Linked DNA regions of Ovis aries: region 2 is linked to region 1. A link is a contact called in public Hi-C data. All regions are on one chromosome and are shown on one strand. Each heading gives the region's core, a stretch centred on a gene start, on an enhancer-like site or on the middle of the called end of the contact. The rest is flanking DNA. Distances are from core to core; before and after follow the strand shown. Region 1 has its middle 29 kb from the start of VASH1. Region 2 holds the start of ANGEL1 (angel homolog 1).

The links. Hi-C and Micro-C count contacts between places; a contact is called where the count stands out from the background.
Region 2: a Hi-C map of omental adipose tissue shows a contact between it and region 1, with 2.0 times the contacts expected there. The contact joins the promoter of ANGEL1 here to the enhancer-like site in region 1. A contact is called at or near these places in 2 of 16 Hi-C or Micro-C datasets (muscle and omental adipose tissue).

What each region holds. Positions count from the first base shown.
Region 1 is chr7:86,158,422-86,162,811 of ARS-UI_Ramb_v3.0, forward strand. No RefSeq gene overlaps it. Among named protein-coding and RNA genes, the nearest start is that of VASH1, 29 kb to the right of the region's middle. Within about 2 kb of position 2,485, at least 8 of the 54 cell types and tissues checked have an H3K27ac peak or open chromatin away from gene starts, as enhancers often do.
Region 2 is chr7:86,236,853-86,241,599 of ARS-UI_Ramb_v3.0, forward strand. ANGEL1 (angel homolog 1) reads right to left here and starts at 1,774. Exons shown (of 10, transcript XM_042252782.1): 1 at 1,642-1,774. The coding sequence starts at 1,744.

The DNA of each region.
Region 1 (4,390 bases), core at 1,235-3,734:
AGGGCGTGAGGATGGAAGAGAGCTGCTTCCCTCATTAGCGGCTCTTTCCACCCCTGCAGAGACTGTTTGTGGAGGCTCTGTGCCGCTGGCTGTAGATAAAACAATCCGGGGCGGGGGGCTGCTTTGGAAACTGGGGGATGGATGGGGATTTTTCCATCTGGAATCACAAGGCTCTCGGTGGCAGGGCCAGATGGAACCACTGTCTGTCTGTGGAGACAAAGCTCCTCTATAAACCGGTCATGCAAACAAGAATATGAGGTTTTTTGACAACACGATGGCCAAGAGAGAGGACACTGAGATTGGTTCGGAAATGCCAAGGGCAGATGACTCCAACTTTGGCGAATTAAGCCCTGGATGTAATTCAGCAAGGAGCTTCCTTGGGCTGATGAAAGCAAGGATTGTAAAGCTCTGAATTCAAAGTGGGAACATTAGAAAAACAGCTCAGAGTCAGCCAGTCTCCATCCTCTGAACTTAAGTCATCTTTCAGCTGGGAGCAAACATGCTTCCTTAACGCACCAGAACAATGTTGGGACTTAGATTACTGTAAAGAATTTTACAAATGCTGAGTGTCCCTGTCAACACTGTTAATGAACATCCTCTAAGCAGCACTTAAGTCAAATTCCAAGGTCTAATTAGGGATTCAAAACAATGATATAACACAGGTTGCAAGTTTGCTTGAAGCTCCCAACATCCAATTAGACGGATGGTAGCAGATTTCCCAAAGCACAGGAGATGAAAACCATCTGTCACAGCCTGCTTCCTAAGTCCTTCCTTCCAGGAGAGTTCTTTGTGTCACCAACTAATGCCAAAAGGAACACTTCTTGATCCTCAAACCCCATCTTCCAACCGAAGGTCTGTTAACAAGTTCTGTGCCCTAGAGCAGGTCACTCCCGCTCTCCAAACCTTAACTTTCTCTTCGATAAAAGTGCAGTCATTGGACAAGGGTCCGTGTTTTCAAACTTTTTTTTTTTTTAGAGCAGTGGAACCTTTTGTTTTTCCCCAGGGGAAAACTTTATGATGGAGCCCAGTTTATAAATATTGTATGTCACTTGGAGGAACTATAGTCAACATGTCACAGATCAGAACGATGGAAAGAAATAGCTCAGGTTTTTGTGCCTTGAGTCCCCAGTCAGACCAGTCAGACTATCCGTTCCAGTGTATTCAACCACTTCTTACAAATATTAAGTGCTTTATAAATATTGTGTAGAAAAAAAAAAAAACTGTTTCAGTGGAACACTATGTATCTTTTAGAACACACCCTTCCAGGCTACCTGACTGTGATGCTATGGGGACTCTCTCAGGGCCTCTGAGCTATTTTACAACTCTGTACATTGGAGATAAGTGATAGCAATGCAAATAACTCGTTTGCTGCTGCCAAGTCGCGTCAGTCGTGTCCAACTCTGTGCGACCCCATAGATGGAAGCCCACCAGGCTCCTCTGTCCCTGGGATTCTCCAGGCAAGAACACTGGAGTGGGTTGCCATTTCCTTCTCCAGTGCATGAAAGTGAAAAGGGAAAGTGAAGTCGCTCAGCCATGTCCAACTCTTAGCGACCCCATGGACTGTAGCCTACGAGGCTCCTCCGTCCATGGGATTTCCCAGGCAAGAGTAGCGGAGTGGGGTGCCATTGCCTTCTCCAAATAACTCGTTTATGGACATACAAATAAAATCTGCCCTATGGAAGTTCAATTGACTTCCCTCTCAATTCCCCAGAGGAAAAAAGCCAATTTCCATCTATTTGCAAACATATTTCAACATTCCTTTACTCCATACATGTTTGTGTTTGACTTCTCACTTGAACAAGTTGTGACATCTCACCAGCTCTCATTAGTAATGAGCTAAAGACATATATTCATATATTCATTTATATTTGTATGAGAATCATGGTTTTTAGCTTGGTTTGAAAGTTACCATAGTGACAGCTCTGAGAAATCACTCCAAATAAGACGTAACCTGTAACTCTCACGTTGTGCATCTTTTTTAGTCGGCACAAATATTAAATCACATTTCTTAGCAATCCTGATCAAACATGGGCCCTCTGCATTGCAACAGTCACCTAAAGCCAGTCTTCAAAGTCTCAGTAAATCCCACAACTTGGTCCTCCTGCTCTGGGTATGGTTCTCCCCATCACTGTAAGCAACAAACTTACAATGGTGCCCTCTCAACAGCTTGTTTTGATGATTTCCAGGAGACGGCATTTGAGAGAAGGGACAAATATTCGGAGGCAATTGTGTGCATGAGCCTGAATTACTCGGGAAACTTTCTGCCCTGGTCAAGCTCAGGGGGATGATGGCATTTTTTTTTTTTTTCCCCTATGTGGACACTAAATCTAGAGTTTAGGGGGCTGGAAGGAATCCAGGAGATGATCTAATCCAGTCCTTCCTTTATGGATGAGGTCACTGGGACACACAGAAACAGGTCAGCCAGGGGCTGGGGTGTGCATTCCAAGCTGCAGCTCTAGGCCAGGCGTCCAGCTTTCATTTGTTCTCTCACTCACTTGTTTTTCAACAACCACCTCCTGCAGGCTGGGCACTGCCGTGCGTGTGACGAGTGCTCAGAAGCGGGGTCACAGTTTTGAGATATTTATTCCCTTCGCCCGCTTCCTCTTTTAGGCAAATCCTGAACTCTGTGTTCTTTTCTTTTCAAGAAAGGAGTGACAGGGGAAGAAGCTAAGACCTGCCTGTGAGCACTTCCACTTCCAACCCCCGAAGTCTAAACACGTGGGAAGAACAGAGAAGACTGTAGGCAATGACTGAAAAGTCCAGGAAAGGCTTTGCCTGGACTGGCATTGGAGGAGAAAGCAAGGGGGTGTCTGTGCCCTGGTCTGGGGCACAGCTCCCCAGGATGCCCACAGCAGAGTCCTGGGTGGGAGTGCCTGTGTGGACAGGGCCCCAGGGGGCTCCAAGTCTCTGGGAGGCAATGCAGCAGAGAATCCCCCTCCTCCCCAGGGCCATGTGGATGAGACTGACGGGCAGCTCTGGAGTGACCTGGGGGGCCAATAACAAGGACCAGATGCCCTGGCACTATTAGGGTCTTGCTTCCATTAAGACTCTGAGATTTTTTAAAAATGGGGGTACAGAAAGTTGGTGCTGCAGACAGAGGGACAGACACTCAGAGCCAAGGAGTTCCAGGATTTCACCCCAAATCGGGGACAAGAGGACAGTGTCTCTTTGCTCTCAGTCTCTACTAATCAAACTCCTGATCAGCACTGGGGGTAGTGGCCACTCCAGAAATAGAGGCCACCCACCCTTCAGTACACTCTGGTCATAGGAAAAAGAAAAAGATGCTTCCTGCCCGGAGGTGGTTAAGGAACTCCTCGACAAAGAGCAATCTTGGGGAAATGATGCCGGGGTGGTGGGCGCTGTTGATGCTTTTATCATGTCAGTGTCTGCTGGGCATCACCACATCCCGCTAGAACAGCATCGCTGACTCAACAGACATGAATCTGAGCAAACTCCAGGAGACAGCGAAGGACAGGGGAGCCTGGCATGCTGCAGTCCACGGGGTCGCGAAGAGTCGGACTAGACTTAGCGACTAAACAACAACCACAGCTGCATCCAGGAACTGGGAGCAGAGGGGATGGGGGAGGTCTGCCCCCACCCCCCACCCCCCGGGGCAGGGAAGCACACACCAGCCTCAGTTCCGCCTTCCCAGGCAGGAGCGGATGCGACCCCTGTGTGACCCCACAGGTGTGCGCTCCCCTCTTCCTTGCCAGCCTCCCAGTCAGATCCCAGATTCCAGTCCTTCCCAATGCCCAAGAGGACCAAACTTTCAAAAGGAGGAAGGAAGGAAGGAAGGGGAGGGGAAGAAAGGATCATAAGAGAATGGAGGGTTTGGGAGAGGAGGGACGCAGGGATTGGAGGGAAAGGAGAAATCAGACAGGAAGACATGAACGAGGGACTAATTGTGAAATTGTGGCATCTGAGGCCTCGCGCCCTTTGGGGGGGATCACAGGGCTCTCCGGAAGGCTGTTTCCGGGGTCTCTCATGCATGCAGTCACTCAAATTTAGATTCACAAAGACCTCCAAATGTAATGAGAAGCACAGACCTGCATTTTAAGGAGGTGACGCTCAGCCTTCAACCTGAAGCTTGTCTTCATCCTGATCACCCCAGATGCAGTGCGCCGAGGGTCAGTGTTGTTCACCAATTCAATGATCATCCCGGCCAGGTCCACTGCAGTGTTTCCTTTGTATTTAATGGACTAATCTGTTGAAGGCAAACATTTAAAATAAATCAAATTTTATAATGTTAGGGTTCTGCTCTTTGTATTTTAATTCACAGGGAGCCTTTAAAACTGGAAGCGATCCAAGTCTCTCTCAATCCCTGAGAGTCCGTGGTGCCACCTTCCACAGCCCCAGGCCATTATGGGGCCTGAGTTTCTCTTGGAGGACC
Region 2 (4,747 bases), core at 524-3,023, 78 kb after region 1:
TCCAGGCCGCCGCTGAGCACTGCCTCCACCCACGACATGTCTAAGCGCACGGAACAACTGTTTCAAAGATGAGGTTTCAACGTGTCTCTGGATTCTGCTGTTTTTCAACCAAACACTCCGCAGAGAGGCAGCTCGGAAAGGCGACTGTGGAGTCGACCCAGGGGAAGACAAAGCAAGTCCAGGTCTTCAGTCCACAGACCCCTAAAGGCCGAAGGGCCCCTGTCCACGGAGAATTCGGGCACTCGCCTCGGCCCCCAAGGGGGCCAACCCTCCCTGACCCCCCGAGAAGTGACTCAGCGGGCCCCGGAGCCTCTCCGCGCCGGCGGGGCCAGAAAGTGGGGGAGAGGGGGGGCTCCGCCCCTCCCCCGGCAGCCTCCACGCTGTAACTGCGGCCCGACGCCTCCAGGCCACCGGCGTGAGGAGGTGGGTGGGGGGGTGCCGCCCACGAGGGTCGCCGGCCAGGCCTGGGCCTCGCGGAGTCCAGGATAAACCGGTCGTGAGGCCGGCCGCGCAACGCACGCCGCCCAAGACCCCGCGGGGGCCCCGCCAAGGCAGGCCCGGAGGCTTGGCACCCGCCCTTCAGGACGCGGGGCCGGTACCTGAGAGGGCGCGGAAAAGGCGCGCGGCCGGCAGCAGCAGGTAACACAGACACGACGCGATCATGGCCGGCCGCCCGCGCCCGCCGCCCCTTCTCTCCGTCACGGCGAGCCGGTCTCCCTCCGCTAGCCCTGCCCCCGGCTCCGCCCCGCTCCCGGGCCCGCCCCGCCCCTCCGGCTCCGCGCCCCGCCTCCCCGGCTCCGCCCGCCTCCCCGGCCTTGCTCACTTGACCCAGCTGCGCTTCAACAACAACTTTATTGGGCACGCAGGGCCAAGATTGGGAGACAGTTCCCAAGGCAACCGAGCGGAGCCTGCAGGGCCTGGCTGCCGGCAGCGGCGGCGGCACCAGGTGCCCCGGCATTTAACATTAAACCCCTCCTTGCAGGCCCCGTAGTGTTATTACTAGTCCACGGTTTTATTCCCACTTCTGCCGCTTGACTGGGTGTCCACCTTGGGTACGCCACCTAACCATTCCTTCCATCGGTTACCACGTCTGTAAAATGAGGGGCTAGACTTTGTCTCTTTAAGGTCTCACCCAGCATGACTTCTGTGATCTTACCCTTCTCAGCTTACATTGGAGACAGAAAACTCTTCCTCATTTTTCTCCTTTTCTTAACTCTCTTCCCCAGCTTAGATTTAGGTCACACATCAAGTCCATTCCTTGCTTCAGCACATACGATTTTGTCTCCTGCCTCATCCTGTTCCAAAGGGGCCCTTTCCCCCGTAATTTTGAAGAAAGGGGGTGTCCCACTGGTAAGGGAGCCAAAAAGGGAGGTGGGAACCCTCCACAAAGGCAACTGGACCAAGTCTGGTTGGTTGGTTCATTTTCCTCCGGATGTCTGTGACAATGCCAGGCACATAGTAGGGACTAGATAAACCTTGTTGACAGAATAAAATATATGTCACTAAAAGAAGGCTAGTTCTTCCACCAGCTCTGTGCTACCCAGACCTCTTTAATCCTGTCTTCCCCTTTCCCACTCTCCATCTCCTGCCCGACCACACTGTAAAGAAGGAGTGATCGTTCAGTACCCCCAGTTTCAGTACCCAGTGTCTGAGCTGTGCGATTTCCGATTTGGGACTGGCGCCTTGGTTGTTCCGGGAAGCCCTCTGGAGAGTCACCAGATCCAGGACCAGCTGGGTACATCATAACACTGCAAGGCTGGAAGGAGGAAGGAGGAGTCAGTACAGCGGCCTTCCCACCCTGGCCCCTTAGCTCTATAGGTGGCGTGTGCCTTCATGCAATCCTACTCTTACCTTCTCCAGAGATGAAGCAGAGGCTGCTGGGGTAATCTGAAGACTGGAAAGCCTCTTAGGAACTAGCACATAACTGCCTAAGGAGCCCCCCAAATCAGATTGACCTCCTTAATATGTGCTTAAATAAACCTTCCTTGCATGTCCTTCCATTTTGTCCCAATAATTACCTAAAGTTGAAGTTCCAAATCAGATCCTAAATCAAGGCACTTATCTGGAGACTATGTGTATGTATGCGTGTATTTAGTGGCTCAGTCGTGTCCGACTTTTTGCAACCCCATGGACTAGAGCCCACCAGGCTCCTCTCTCCATGGAATTCTCCAGGCAAGAATACTGACGTGGGTTGCCATTCTCTTCTCCAGGGGATCTTCCCGACCCACGGATGGAACCTGGGTCTCCTGCACTGCAGGCAGTTTCTTTCCCACTGAGCCACCTGGGAAGCCATATCTGGAGACTAAGTTATGGTTCCCTTGAAGTGAAGTCGCTCAGTCGTGTCCGACTCTCTGCAACCCCATGGGCTGTAGCCTACCAGGCTTCTCCTTCCATGGGATTTTGTCTGAGTTGATGCATTCATTCATTCACGCTTTCCCTGGTTTGTGCACTCGATATATTCATCAGTGATGTACCAAGCACTCATCAACGTTTACTCCAGCTTCACCCCAGTCTTTTCTTGACCTCTGGCCCACTTCTCCTCTTTCACCAAAAACTCTAGCCCTGGACTCACAGTCTGCCCTACCTCAAAGTCCTCCTATCATCAATGTGGATAAGTCACCCCAAATCCGAGAAGCTCACTGTCACCACCTCCTGGTGACCTCATTCCCACTGTACTCCAAACACCCTTGATGTACCATCATTGGATACCGCTCCACCTCTGAAATCATAAATTCACACCCCCCACTTTCGTGGATCACCTCACGGCTTTCTGCCTCTCTCTCTTTCACCCTTGCATCATCTGTTCTTTAACTTCATTGAACCTGTGAGCCATTTTAAAAGTCACTCTCTGCCTGCTATCCACTGTCTTACCATCTGTTCTTTGACGACACCTGCCTAGGTAAGTTAAGACATATTCTCCTTCTTGGCTCTTACACGTAGGCTGCCGAGTGCCAGGGAATAAAATTACCAACTGCACAGAGCAGAGCTGTTGGTCGCTGGTCCGCAGCCTCACTTTAGCCTGTGACCTTCCCGCAGCCATCCTGTGTTCTTCCCTAGCACTCTCCCTCCTGTTTTCACAATGGCCACTTTTTTCAGACTTGCTGTTCTGTTGCTTCCGTTCCTGCTTTGAAGATCATCTCCCTACCAACTTGAGAGGAAAAACAGAACTACTCAGTGAACACTCTGTTCCTGGTTGCCGCACCAACACACCGGCCAACATCAATCGCCACCTTTTCCTCTTTCCCTCCTAGCACAGTGCTGACCGCTCCACCGTCTTGGGCTCCCACCCACCCCCCAACTCTTGCTTCCTCAGAGACTGTGCTCCTTTTGCTCATCCCTCTCTTTTCCTCCCCCAACTCTTGCCCATCCACACGTGAAGTCAAGTTGCTCAGTCGTGTCCGACTCTTTGCGACCCCATGAATCACAGCACACCAGGCCTCCCTGTCCATCACCAACTCCCGGAGTTCACTCAAACTCATGTCCATCGAGTCAATGATGCCATCCAGCCATCTCATCCTCTGTCGTCCCCTTCTCTTCCTGCCCCCAATCCCTCCCAGCATCAGGGTCTTTTCCAATGAGTCAGCTCTTCGCATCAGGTGGCCAAAGTATTGGAGTTTCAGCTTCAGCCCTCAGTCCTTCCAATGAACACTCAGGACTGTTCTCCTTTAGGATGGACTGGTTGGATCTCCTGTATATTACCATATGTAAAATAGATAGCCAATGGAAATTTGCTGTATGTCCCAGGGAACTTAAACAGGGTCTCTGTATCAACCTGGAGGGGTGGGATGGGGAGGGACATGGGAGGGAGGTTCAAGAGGGAGGGGACATATGTATACCTATGGCTGATTCATCTTGATATTTGACGGAAAACAACAAAATTCTGTAAAGCAATGATCCTTCAATTAAAAAGTAAATAAGTTTTTTTAAGTCTAAAATGGTCAAACAAACAAAAAGACTCCGCGATTCCAAGGCTGGGGACTTGAGTTCGATCTCTGGTTGGGGAGCTAGGATCCCACCTGCCATGGAGCTACTAAGTCCACGTGCTGCAGCTACTGAACCCGTGCCCTCTGGAGCGCTCAGGCTACAACTAGGGAGTCTGTGTGCTGCAGTGAAAGATCCTGAGTGCAGCAACAAACATCTCATGGCTGCACCTAAGACCCGATGCAGGCAAATAAATAATTTTTTTAAAAACCCTCCTTGAAGGATCTCTCTGGTGATCCAGTGGTTAAGACTCTGTGCTTCCAACGCAGGGAGTGCAAGTTCAATCCCTGGTCTGGGAACTAACATGTCACATGCTACCCAGCACAGCCAAAAACAAAAATTGTTTTTGTCCTGAAAATACAGTCAAACTCCATAGCATAGCACTAAAGACCCTTCATTACTGCCCTCCACTCACCTCCCATCTCATCTCTCAGCTCTTCCTTCCCACCACAATTCCTCTGCAGGGAGGATCACACTCCAGCCTTGCTGGAGACTGTAACTTGCTGTCAAGACTTTTACATGCTTTTTTCTCAGCCACATATACCTCTCCTTCTCTACCGGGCCTACCCTTCCCTCTGCCTTCACCTAATTACTGCCTAACAGACCTTCAAGTTTCAGCCTAGACTTTCCTTCCTCAAGAAAGCATTTCCAGGTCTCTAACACCCACCCACCTACAGACACATGACTGCCCGCATCTGGACCACAGCCCTCCTTCTTTGTTTCTGAAACATCCTCGCTTACTCTGGGTTCGATACGGTCACGGTTT